2 separate regions of the Sus scrofa genome follow, and region 2 is linked to region 1. The links are chromatin contacts, called in public HiChIP or PLAC-seq maps. All regions are on one chromosome and are shown on one strand. The core of a region is the stretch at or near the end of the contact, and the rest is flanking DNA. Distances in the headings are between cores, read along the strand shown.

Region 1 (5,257 bases), core at 618-3,117:
TGTTTCTGATGCAAGCTCAAGTGTATCAACCTGTGCTCCAGAATTAAGACCTTGGGCATTTGGAGTCAGAAAGATGGAATGTGGACTTTGCAGCTCTTCGGCTTTGGAAATGAGCCTTGGCTTTTCCCGATAAGGAAAATGGAAGGATATTCCTGCCCTGTTCCTGGTGGGGTTACTGTGCTGATTAAATGAGCCAGCGCACAGCCTGGTCAGCCCAGCTCCCACCCCAGAGCGCTTCAAGGACTGACGCTCAGTGCGGGCAGGTCTCAGGCCTGCCTGGCTCACACCACCGTCAGCACTTTGAACCCCATCAGCTCAGAACCCTGGTAGAGGGGCTATGTGCACTGCCACAGGGTGTGTGTGCATTGCTTCCCCTCACAGGAGTGTAGTGGGCCCTGATGCCGCCTGGGACTGGGCACAGATAGCATGAGATGAGCCGCAGAGGAAGCAGAGATCAGAGTGGTCTCTGCAGGCAGAAGCAGTCAAGGAAAGCTTCCAGGAGGAAGTATGGCTTCCATGGGATTTTGCTGAGATACGAGATATGCCATTCAGTGGGCTGGTGTGCAGAGGCGGTGTGAGAACGAGTACCAGCAGCCACCCCACCTCCTGTAATGAGAACATACTCCCACTCCTCCCATCCCAGGGCACGAGCAGGCTTATCATCATGTGGGGTTGCCCACAGGTAAGTGCAAGGACTCCAGAGAAGGCGAGAGCTGGAGACTGTATGGGAGGCAGGTGGTGCTGTGGGAGTCTGCCAGGCCTGGGTTTGGATCCCAGCTCTGCCGCTTCCTGACTGTGTGACCTCAGGCAAATCTCCCAACCTCTCTGTGCCTCAGACTCCTCATCTGTAGGGGTTGTAGTGAGGATGGAATGGCTGGCGGAGGTGATGCCACACACAGCAGGAACTGTGGGGCTGTTACAGCTGGGCACCAGTGGCCCAGGAAGAGGAATGGACCATCTGAGGCTCTATAGCCTGGCTCCATCATCCTGTCTCCTGCAGAGCCCATCTTGGAGACACCAATGAAGGGACAGTTTTGCAAACTTTTCCTGCCCCTGAGTGAAAAAGCAAGATCAGCTACAGCCTGGGCTGTCGGGTGGTAAATGACTTGCTTCTGCCCCGTGACCCCCTAGAAAAGTCACATAAGGGCAGCTCTTCCTCTGCCACCCTGAAGGGGAAGATGAGTAGGCTTATGCCATGGTCTGCTGCCCTGCAGTGACCATGAGAGCTACACGTATGCATGCACGCACACAAGCACACATGCATTTACTTGCACAGGCACCCTCCTTCCCAGGGCCCATTTTCTGATTTTCAACACCAGCCAATACCGTGGAACCATGGTAAAAGCTGGCAGATGCCTGGGCTGGCCTCCAGGACCCCCTTAACCCCTGCTTTGCCTGATTGCAGTTGCCACAGAGGACCTCGAACCCCCTTCACCGCCTTCAGGCCCTCACTCGGCAATGAGGGAATTGGATGATAGCCAGAAAGACTGGGGTCGAAGGCCTGCCACTTACTTGCTTTGTGACCTTGGACAGGTGACTTATCCTCTCTGGGCCTCTGTTTCCTCATCTGGAAGCGGAGTCACCATGAAACTACAAGTCAGGTGCATGGCCAGCGCTGGCACTCAGTGGACACTCCCCATGGGCAGTTCCTGAGTGTGGTTGTTGCCGACTCCTGAGCGTCTCAATCTCCACCACTCACCTGATGAAAGTTCTCAGAGGTGGACAGCTTGCTTCTCTCACTACCCCTCAGTGGCCAGATGAGCAGATGGAGGGCCAGAGAAAGGAGCGATTGATGTGAGCACAGAGCAGAGGCTGCAAGTCAGGCCTGCAGCCTCTCACCAGGCAGCCGTGGGAGCCCCAGCCTTGGCTCCTGCCAGAGTGGCCCCAAACTGCTGACTTCAGCATTTCATCAGCCAGAGCAGATCAGATTTCTCTTCTGGCCCTTGGCCACCCTCTGCACCCTTCCCCCATCGCTATTTTGAGCTGAGTTCCCCTGTCCTCTCCTCCCAGGGCTGTGACCCTCACACTCACAGCATCGCTTTAGGCTGAGGCCACCACCTCTACCCACCGCCTTCCTGGCCCCAGCCCTGCCCCCAGGACTGGTGCAGAGCCTCCCTCTAGCCAGGTGGAGCTAGGTTGCTTACAGCCACATCTAGCCAGGTCACGTCTGGCCAGGCCTCACCAGGAATGGTCTCAGATGCAGAGCCAGGGACCAGACATTCTGGGGAAATCAGGACCTGAGGTGACCCTCCAGAGTGCTCTGCGCAGCCCGGAAGGGGCGTCCTGGGAGCAGACCAGCTCCAGCCTTGCCACCTCCTGCCTGCCTGACCTTGGCCTCAGCCCACACATCTCACCCATCACTGGTACTGCTTCCACCGCCATCCCCTCCAGCTTCTGATGTGTCCTGAACCCCACTCAGGGTGTTCTGAGGGAAGTGGGAGACGTGGAGGACCCCGCATGGCCACAGCACACTCAGAGACTCCTGGGAAACAAGACGGAAGAAACGGCAGTATTCAGAAGTCCTTTAAGTTCAGGATGAAACCTCTGGCATGCTGGATCATCCCTGGCATGCCAGAGGCTGGGTCAGGGCGGGACATGACCCGCAGCCAAGCGAGTGGTGCAGACCACAAAGTCCCCTGGGAGTTTGGAGAGCCGGGGCCTTCTCCGGGGGAGGCAATGGGATGGCTGTCAGCTAGTGCTCAAGCCTCAGAGTGTGGTGAGCACCCCGAGGAGTTAACCCTGTCTGGGATGCGGGCGGCCAGAGGGGTTAACCTTGGAGCTTGGCCTTGGCTACCAGGGGCATTCACTGGGTGGAGAAATGTTTGGGGTGCAGGGAACAGCAAGCGCAAAGGCAAGGGGGCGGGACGGGCAGAGGGGGACCTGTCATTCGCAGGAAATGATTTTGTGGTCATTGTTGGAGTAGAAGTTTGGTAGGAGGGAGTAGCAGTTAGGAAGATAAGCTCAGCTGGGCCAGATGTGGAAGGGCCTGAAAGCCTTCAGTGTTTTGCCTCCGTCCTGCAGGTCCCGGGAGCCTTCAAGCCTGAAGTGGCCATTAAAGTACTTGAGGGCAACTCTGCCTGGCTGGACCAGGGTTGTGTCTGCGGCGGCGGGGAGGGGCACAGTCAGAAGAAAGGGCTTGTCAGGCAAACGGGCCACCCAAACAGGGATGCACAGGGACCTGGGCACCAGCTCTGGAGAACAAATGGTTTTCAGAGAGGTCAGTGTCCAGCTTTCAGCCAACGGCCGGGTGGTTGCAGAGCTTCCATCCACCTCGTCCACCCTCTACGGCGGCAGCGGGAATGGCCACTGCTGCCTCTGCAGTCATAGAAGAGGAGGAAAACCTAGGGCTTTTGCAATCGCTCTGATTCGGATGTTTTCCACCCCCTTTGGACTGGCCCCCCTTCCCCTCCCACCCCTGAGCTCTGATCCGTGCGGTTTGCTAATGGAGGAAAGCCAGAAGCAGGAAACAGATAACTTAGGGAGTGGCTGCTCATGTGATTAAAAAGTCTTTGCTTTCCAAAAAGTTTTGCCTGAGAGCACTTCCAATTGCCTGGCTTGGGGGTGGGATTCGGAGAGAGGAGTTCCTGTGGCCAGGAGGGGGCTCTGCCTGGGGGCACAGAGGTGGGGAGGTGTATGGGGTGCCAGGGGCCTCTGGGTCCTGGAGGGGCTTCTTGGCTGTGTCGGACCTCCCTCCTGTGTCTGTTTTCTCCTTCCCTTTTGGTTCGTTTCCCCCTCTTCTCTCCCCTTTCGCCTGTCACTCATCACCCCTCCCCCCACCCCCACCCCTGTCTTCTCACTCTCTTGGCTCTCAGCCCACCCCCTCCTCCCTGCCCCTGACTCCTGACTGAGCTCTGCCTCTGGCCCCTGCCTCTCAGCCTCCCCTTGTCTTCTCCCCTCCATCTCAGCCCTTTCCCTGTCTCCACACCGCCACTCCGTGCCCCCTCCCCAGGGTTTTCCTGAGACCTTTTCCTGGCACTGTGAAAGCGTCATTGTTCTTCTGCACTTTGACAAACCCTAGTGTTGTGGAATCAGGATGACATTTTTGCGGTGGCTTTGGGCTGGGAACGGGGTGGGAGGGGTGGTGAGGAGGCTGGGCCTTCTGGGCTCCTGCTGGGCTGAGGCAGGAACCCAGAAAAGGGGAGGGGGCTGGAGGAGGCAGCCAGGACGCCTGTGCTCAGACAAGGGGGCCCTTGAGGCTCTGGAGGAAACCCAGGGGGGGTCTAGCAGCGTCCTTCCTCCCTCCCAGCAGCCTGCTGGCCGCAGGGCCCAACCCACCTGTCCCTCTGATCGCCTGCTTCCTCTGGGGCCTCCACGGAGCCCTCAGCCCACAGCTGCCTGGACCAGGCTGCAGAGGCTGAGGCAGCTCTCCTGCCTGCCTCCCTGGGCCACGTGTGTGCCCACGTGAGAGTGGGAGAGTGGGGGTCTTTGGAGGGCCCCTAAAGCAGCATCGCCGCCAAGCAGTGTGGGTCCCAGCACTGAGCAGGCTTAAGCTCAGATCCTGGCCCCACTGCTTACTAATTCTGTGACTTTGGGTACGTGCTGCCCCTGTCCCCAGCCTCAGTTTTCTCATCTGTCAGGAGGGTTCAGAGTGCTGATCTTGTAGGGCTGTGGCATCTTTTAGAGGTCATTTCTTGTATCCTGCATTGGCCCCATGCCTGTCTCCTAGGAGGACCGGGTGAACTCTGCCAGAGGACGTGGGTGCAAGAGTGTTTCTGCAGGTGCGAGTGTGACTTGAGTTGGAGCCAGGAAGTGCATGTCCTAGGGTGTCTGTGACTGCTGTGGGCCATGCTTGGTGAAAGGGTCACACAGGGCTGACCCCTTTGCAAGGCCCCAGACTGTGAGAGTATTCCACATCTGTCTTGTTTATTTCCATATTCCTGGAATGTTCCACAGAACCTGGTGCAGAGCGGGCGCTCAATAAATGTTAGTTGAATGAATGAACCATTGTGGTGGTGGCCAGGGGTTCAGGGGTGGGAGTGGAGGTCAGAGGTGGGGTCGTGGTCCTAGGAGCACGTACTTTCTCCCAACCATTTCAGGAAAGGCTGTGCATGAGGTGGGAGGTGTTGCTGTGGTGCCAGCAGATCAGGTTCAAGTCCTGGCTGTATGGCTGTGGGGCCCTGTACAGGTGGCTGGGCCTCTCTGAGCCTCAGTTTGCTCTCCCATCAAATGGAGGAGCTTTGGAGCAACAGGTTGGCAAGTGGCTGGTACCTAGTAGGTGCTCATGAAATGTTAGTGTCCCAGTTCCTCCTCAGCGGCC
Region 2 (5,346 bases), core at 1,726-4,225, 79 kb before region 1:
TCCTCCCCAGCGGGGCTCTCTGTCCTGCACAGGTGATCTCCCCATCGGCTGTGACCTCTCTGCGCCCGAGAGCCTGTGGGAGGGCACTTGGGGGCAAGAATCACTTCCCGCTGGTCCCCCGTTGAAAAAGTCATGGCCCATTAAGCAGCACCACCGCACTTCCGGTGAGAATGCATTAAGCCTCCACTGGAAGCAGCAGTGGACCTGCTCCTACCCCGCCCCGCCCCCCAGGGAATGTAGCACAAGAAGAGGCAGGGAGATGGGGCAGGAACAAGGCAAATGCAGTTGGTATGAACTTCTGACAACACTATTGTGTCTTGGTATTTCTTTAGGTTACAAAGCAATTTCAGAGAGTTTCACTCCATCTGGAAGTTTGGAAAAAGCAATTTTCATTCCCATTTTGCAGATGAAGAAACTGAGGGGAAAAAAAAAACGGAGTTCCCGTTGTGGCACAGTGGTTAACGAATCCGACCAGGAGCCATGAGGTTGCGGGTTCGGTCCCTGTCCTTGCTCAGTGGGTTAATGATCCGGCGTTGCCCTGAGCTGTGGTGTAGGTTGCAGACGCGGCTCGGATCCCGCGTTGCTGTGGCTCTGGCGTAGGCCGGTGGCTACAGCTCCGATTCGACCCCTAGCCTGGAACCTCCATATGCCGTGGGAGCGGCCCAAAGAAATAGCAAAAAGAAAAAAAAAAAAAAAAAGAAACTGAGGTTTACAGGAGTAAAATTAACTTACCTAGTGATACATGTACCTGGGAGCCAGTCAGGCCAGGAGCAAAACCCAGTTTCTGGTATTTAAGCCAGATCTTCCCCTTGTCCCAGAGAGCTCTACCTGGTCAAAGAAAAACTCCCCTTTCTGAGCAGACATTTTATGAAGTCTGGGAAAATTCTGATAGCCTCTCTTTTCCTTGCCCTGGAACAGAGATAAAGTGGTTGTCAGGGGAGACGTCACCAGTGTCCCACCTCCACAAGTGACAGTGATGGTTTCAGCGAGCTTGTCTAGATGTGTCAGGCCATACTTGACCACAAAGTGTGGGTGTGTATGGCAGGTGTGTTGTGTAGTGGGTGGATATATGAGGTATGCCTGTGTGGAGGGGTGTGTGTGTGTGTGTGTGTGTGTGTGTGTGTGTGCGCGTGCGCGCGCACACGCATGTGATCAGTAGTGTGGAGGTTGGGCCGTTCTGGCGTAGAGGGAGCTGCCACAGGGTGCTCAGGCCTTCGTAGCACACGTGTCAGGCCTCACAACCCCTAGTCACCCACCCCACCCCGATGTCACTGCTTAGCCGGTTGGCCTGCCCACCTGAGGCCTGTTGCACTGTGTCAGCTGAGGCTTCTCCTGCCCTAAACAGGTCCACATGCTTGGCACAGACCGAGCTTTCACACTGGCTCTGTCCCCAACGGCAGGTCCCCTCTGGGCCAGGCCAGCTGCCCTGCTCCCTTGCGACCTCCACTCACAGGAGAGCCCCTCCCTGCCCAGGATGGGAGAAGCCATTCCCAAGCCGGACAGAATAGCCACGTCACCTCTGCCCTCCTCACTCCTGAAAATAGTCAAAACCAGGGTCTGCCGCCCGAGCTCTGCAAACATAAATCCTTCAGTGAGGGAGGATGGTGGCCTCAGCTGTCATCCTCTCAGCGAGGCCAGTCCTACCTCCTTCTTTTAGACCACAATACACCCCTCACCCTCACCCAGCCCAAACCCGGACCCCTCATGGTGCTCTCGTTTCTCTTTCTTTTTAAAAATAGCACTTTTCACCTTCTAACATTGTAATTGACTTGCTAGGTTTCTTCTTTGTCTCCCCACTAGATTGGAGGCTCCATGAGGGCAGGGAGGCGGTGTTGTCTTGCATGTGTTTAGAGGAGAGGACGAAGGCCATTTAGAAGGGGCTCCAAAATACATGTGGAAGGAAGAGAGGGAAGGAGGGAGGGACTTAATACCAACATCCCACCTGGGCCAGGCCCACAGTGATGGGTGAGGGGGAGTATCCCCTCCCCGTACAGCTGGGGACAGCGAGAGGCCTGTCAGCTTTCCAGTCACCAGCCTGATGGGAAGGCACAGCTGTGGCTGGGAGGGAGCCTGGAAGAAGAATGTGTTCAGTTTCTGGGGACGGAACTGCTGGCCAGGGATGCACTTAATTTAGCCCAAGTCTGGCATGGAGTGGGGAGTGGCGATTAATGCAGATCAGGTGCTGTTCTTTCCTCAGGGCTGGGGCTGGGGGCTGGGGGCTGGGTTTGAGGCAAGTGTGTTACTGGCCCCCAGGGTCTGAAACCAGGCCCAGAGCCAGGGGAGGTAATCACTCTCCTGGGACAGTCCTTCCTCCAGGGGGACAGCATGGCCGGATCTCACCTGCAGGGGTCACAGTGAACCAAAACAGCCCATGCAAGGCTTTATGGCCTGCACATCCCTTTTGCAGGCATGAGCTCATTTGGGACCCACCACCACCTGCCAGGGAACTAAAGTTTCCATTTTACAGGTGGGAGAGGGACGCTGCCAGTGTAGGAGGGGCTGGCAGGAGGGCGGCTGGAATCTGGGGCTTCTGTCATCCCCTGTGGTGTAATAGAAGGAGACAGACCTGCTCACATGGTCCAGGCCCCCAGGAGGGGTGGGGCAGCCCCTTCAAGCTGTGCCAGGCCCCGTGCCAATGTCAGGAAGGCAGAACTCGTCTAGGCTGGGAATCAGAACATCCAGGTTTGAGTTCTGGTGGGGCTCCCGATTGGTCAGGCCAGCACTACTCCCCAGGGCTCAGTTTCCCAACCTGGACAAGACCTGTCCAGTTGATGGTGCTCAGGTGGGCTCTAGTGAGACTCAGACACAACTAGGCTTTGTACGCCATGGCTCCACTTACCGGCCAGGCACTTCCAGAGGCTTCCATGGAAGCTCATTCTCGTCCTTCCTTTCCTTCCACCTTTCCCTTCTCTTCCCATCCCCTGTCCCTCTGCCCTGGGCCAGGGGATCTGAGTAAAGCTCGAGCAGCTCAGCTGCTCTCCAGGGCGCACTGCCCAGCAGCCGCTCCAGCATGCCACCGTGGCCACTGTGGCAGCTGCCTGGACAGGAAAGGACTGACTCTTCATGGGGGGACTCTGGTTGGGGCTTTACTCACCTCAAGGTTTGAGTGATGATGGCAGGAGCTCAGGCTCTCAATGACTTTCACTTCCAAACAGGGCCAGTGGTGGAAACAACCCAAACGTCCAGCAAGGGAGGAATGCATTAAACAAGATGTGGTATATCCATCCAATAGGATGTTGTGCAGTCCTAGAAATGAAGAGGGGACTCTTGAGTCATGCAACACCACTGATGAGCCTTGGAAACCTTATGCCGAGCGAAAGAAGCCAGTCACAAAATTCACATGTTGTTTGAATCTGCGTATCTGAAACATCTAGAACAGGAAAATCCAAGAGACAGAAAACAGATCTGGTGGTGGTGGAGCGGAGACTGGGGAGCAAGGGTTTGATGAATAAGGGGTCTCCTTCAGGATGATGAAAATATTTGGGAACTTGATAAAGGTGGTGGTTGCACAATATTGTGAATGTACCGAATGCCATTAAATTACCGCCCTAAAGTGGTGAGTTTTATGTTAGATGAATTTTACTTCGATTAAAAAAAATTGGGAGTTCCCATTGTGGTGCGGCAGAAACGAATCTGACTAGGCACCATGAGGTTGCAGGTTCAGTCCCTGGCCTCGCTCAGTGGGTTAAGGACCCGCCATTGCCATGAGAAGTGGTATAAGTCGTAGACATGGCTTGGATCTGGTGTTGCCGTGGCTGTGGTGTAGGCTGGCAGCTGTAGTTCCAATTTAACCCCTAGTCTGGAAACCTCCATATGCTATGGGTACGGCCTTAAAAAAATATTGAGATGATGAATGCATTAGACCCAAGATGAACCTTCCTTCTGTCCCCAGCCTCTGCTGCCTCCAGATCCCAGCCATGGGCCCACCGGCACCTCCTCATCTACTGTCACCAGAGGTTCCACCCTTCACTTTCAGGCCAGCCCTGACTGCAGGCAGAAGCGTCCTGGAGATCCAGTAAGCTTGATGCATCTGTCCCCAGTTAGCTGGCACCTACTGCATGCCACCTCCCACTGAGCATTCACAAACTGGGAGGTGGGAACTTTCTCCCCACTAGAGAGAGAAGCTGTGAGATGCCCACTGCCCTTACACTGCAGCCCTGCTGCTGGCAGCTAGTTCTCAGCCCAGCCCCTTGCACTGCCATGGCAGGCCTACCACCCCAAACCTCCTCAGACACCTCAGTACAAGTTTCCCCTCTGCCCTACTCCCAGCTTTCTGCCATGCACAGGGCCCTGTGGGAACAGGCCTGCCTCTTGGGGGTCTTAGGACTACAGCCTCCAGCCTGCACCCCTCAGCCTTTAACCTGGATCATGGCTGAGACTGTCCCAACCTTTGAGCATGGCCTGGTTCTCCTGGGGTAAGGGTCTAAGATCAAGACTGGACTCTTCCTTCTAAGCTTTGACCTTGGTAAAATAAGAAAGCCAATAATGGAGTTAGCACTGTGGCCCAGCGGTAAAAACCCGACTAGTATCCCTGGCCTCATTCAGTGGGTTAAGGATCTGGCATTGCTGTGAGCTGCAGCATAGGTCACAGATGCAGCTCTGGTCTGGTGTTACTGTGGCTATGCCTGTGGCTGGCAGCTGCAGCTCTGATTAGACCCCTAGCCTAAGAATGTTCACATGCCGCAGGTGGGGCCACTAAAAAAGAAAAAAAAATTACCCTTAAAACATCTTGGGAGACTGCTGGGGGACCTTGTACATAGCCCTTCAACACACCCAGGGGGACGGGCTTCCCTTCCACCAGAGTGGAAGCCAGCTTATGTTTCAAGGTCACATAGGAACAGCACCCATATGCTCACCCAGAATCACTCCTAGTATGAAAAGGAATCTGTACTGTGGGTACCCAGCTGGGTGCAGCAGATTCAGCCCTCAAATCACCCACTTCCTAAATCACCAGCCAGGGAGTTCCCATCATGGCTCAGTGGCAACGAACCCGACTAGGACCTGTGAGGACGCAAGTTTGACCCCTGACCTCACTCAGTGGGTTAAGGATCTGGCATTGCCATGAGCTGTGGTGTAGGTGGCAGATGCTGCTGGGATCCTGCATTGCTGTGGCTGTGGCGTAGGCCAGCAGCTGTAGCTCTGATTTGACCCCTAGCCTGGGAACTTCCATATGCGACAGGTGTGGCCCTAAAAAGCAAAAACAAAAGAAAACAAAAAAACCCTAAGTCACCAGCTAAATCATCCTCTCTTGGCCGGACATGTTCAGCTGACACGGCACACACACACCCAGGGCTCATGGGATGCTCAGGATCCGGGGGGAGTAAATAGTGCCCCTGCCCCGTGTGC

The links. HiChIP or PLAC-seq counts read pairs in DNA pulled down with a chosen protein or histone mark.
Region 2: an H3K27ac HiChIP or PLAC-seq map of skeletal muscle shows a contact between it and region 1. The contact joins two enhancer-like sites. A contact is called at or near these places in 1 of 5 promoter capture datasets (liver), 20 of 47 Hi-C or Micro-C datasets (alveolar macrophages, blood, embryonic fibroblasts and 9 more) and 2 of 2 datasets of contacts at active chromatin or transcription factors (alveolar macrophages and skeletal muscle).

Annotation. Positions count from the first base shown.
Region 1 is chr14:81,721,256-81,726,512 of Sscrofa11.1, reverse strand. All of the region lies in intron 2 of ZCCHC24 (zinc finger CCHC domain-containing protein 24), which reads left to right. Among named protein-coding and RNA genes, the nearest start is that of ZCCHC24, 40 kb to the left of the region's middle. Within about 2 kb of position 1,867, at least 38 of the 83 cell types and tissues checked have an H3K27ac peak or open chromatin away from gene starts, as enhancers often do. A contact at or near this core is called in skeletal muscle, where this site is marked.
Region 2 is chr14:81,801,435-81,806,780 of Sscrofa11.1, reverse strand. No RefSeq gene overlaps it. Among named protein-coding and RNA genes, the nearest start is that of ANXA11, 31 kb to the left of the region's middle. Within about 2 kb of position 2,975, at least 4 of the 83 cell types and tissues checked have an H3K27ac peak or open chromatin away from gene starts, as enhancers often do. A contact at or near this core is called in skeletal muscle, where this site is marked.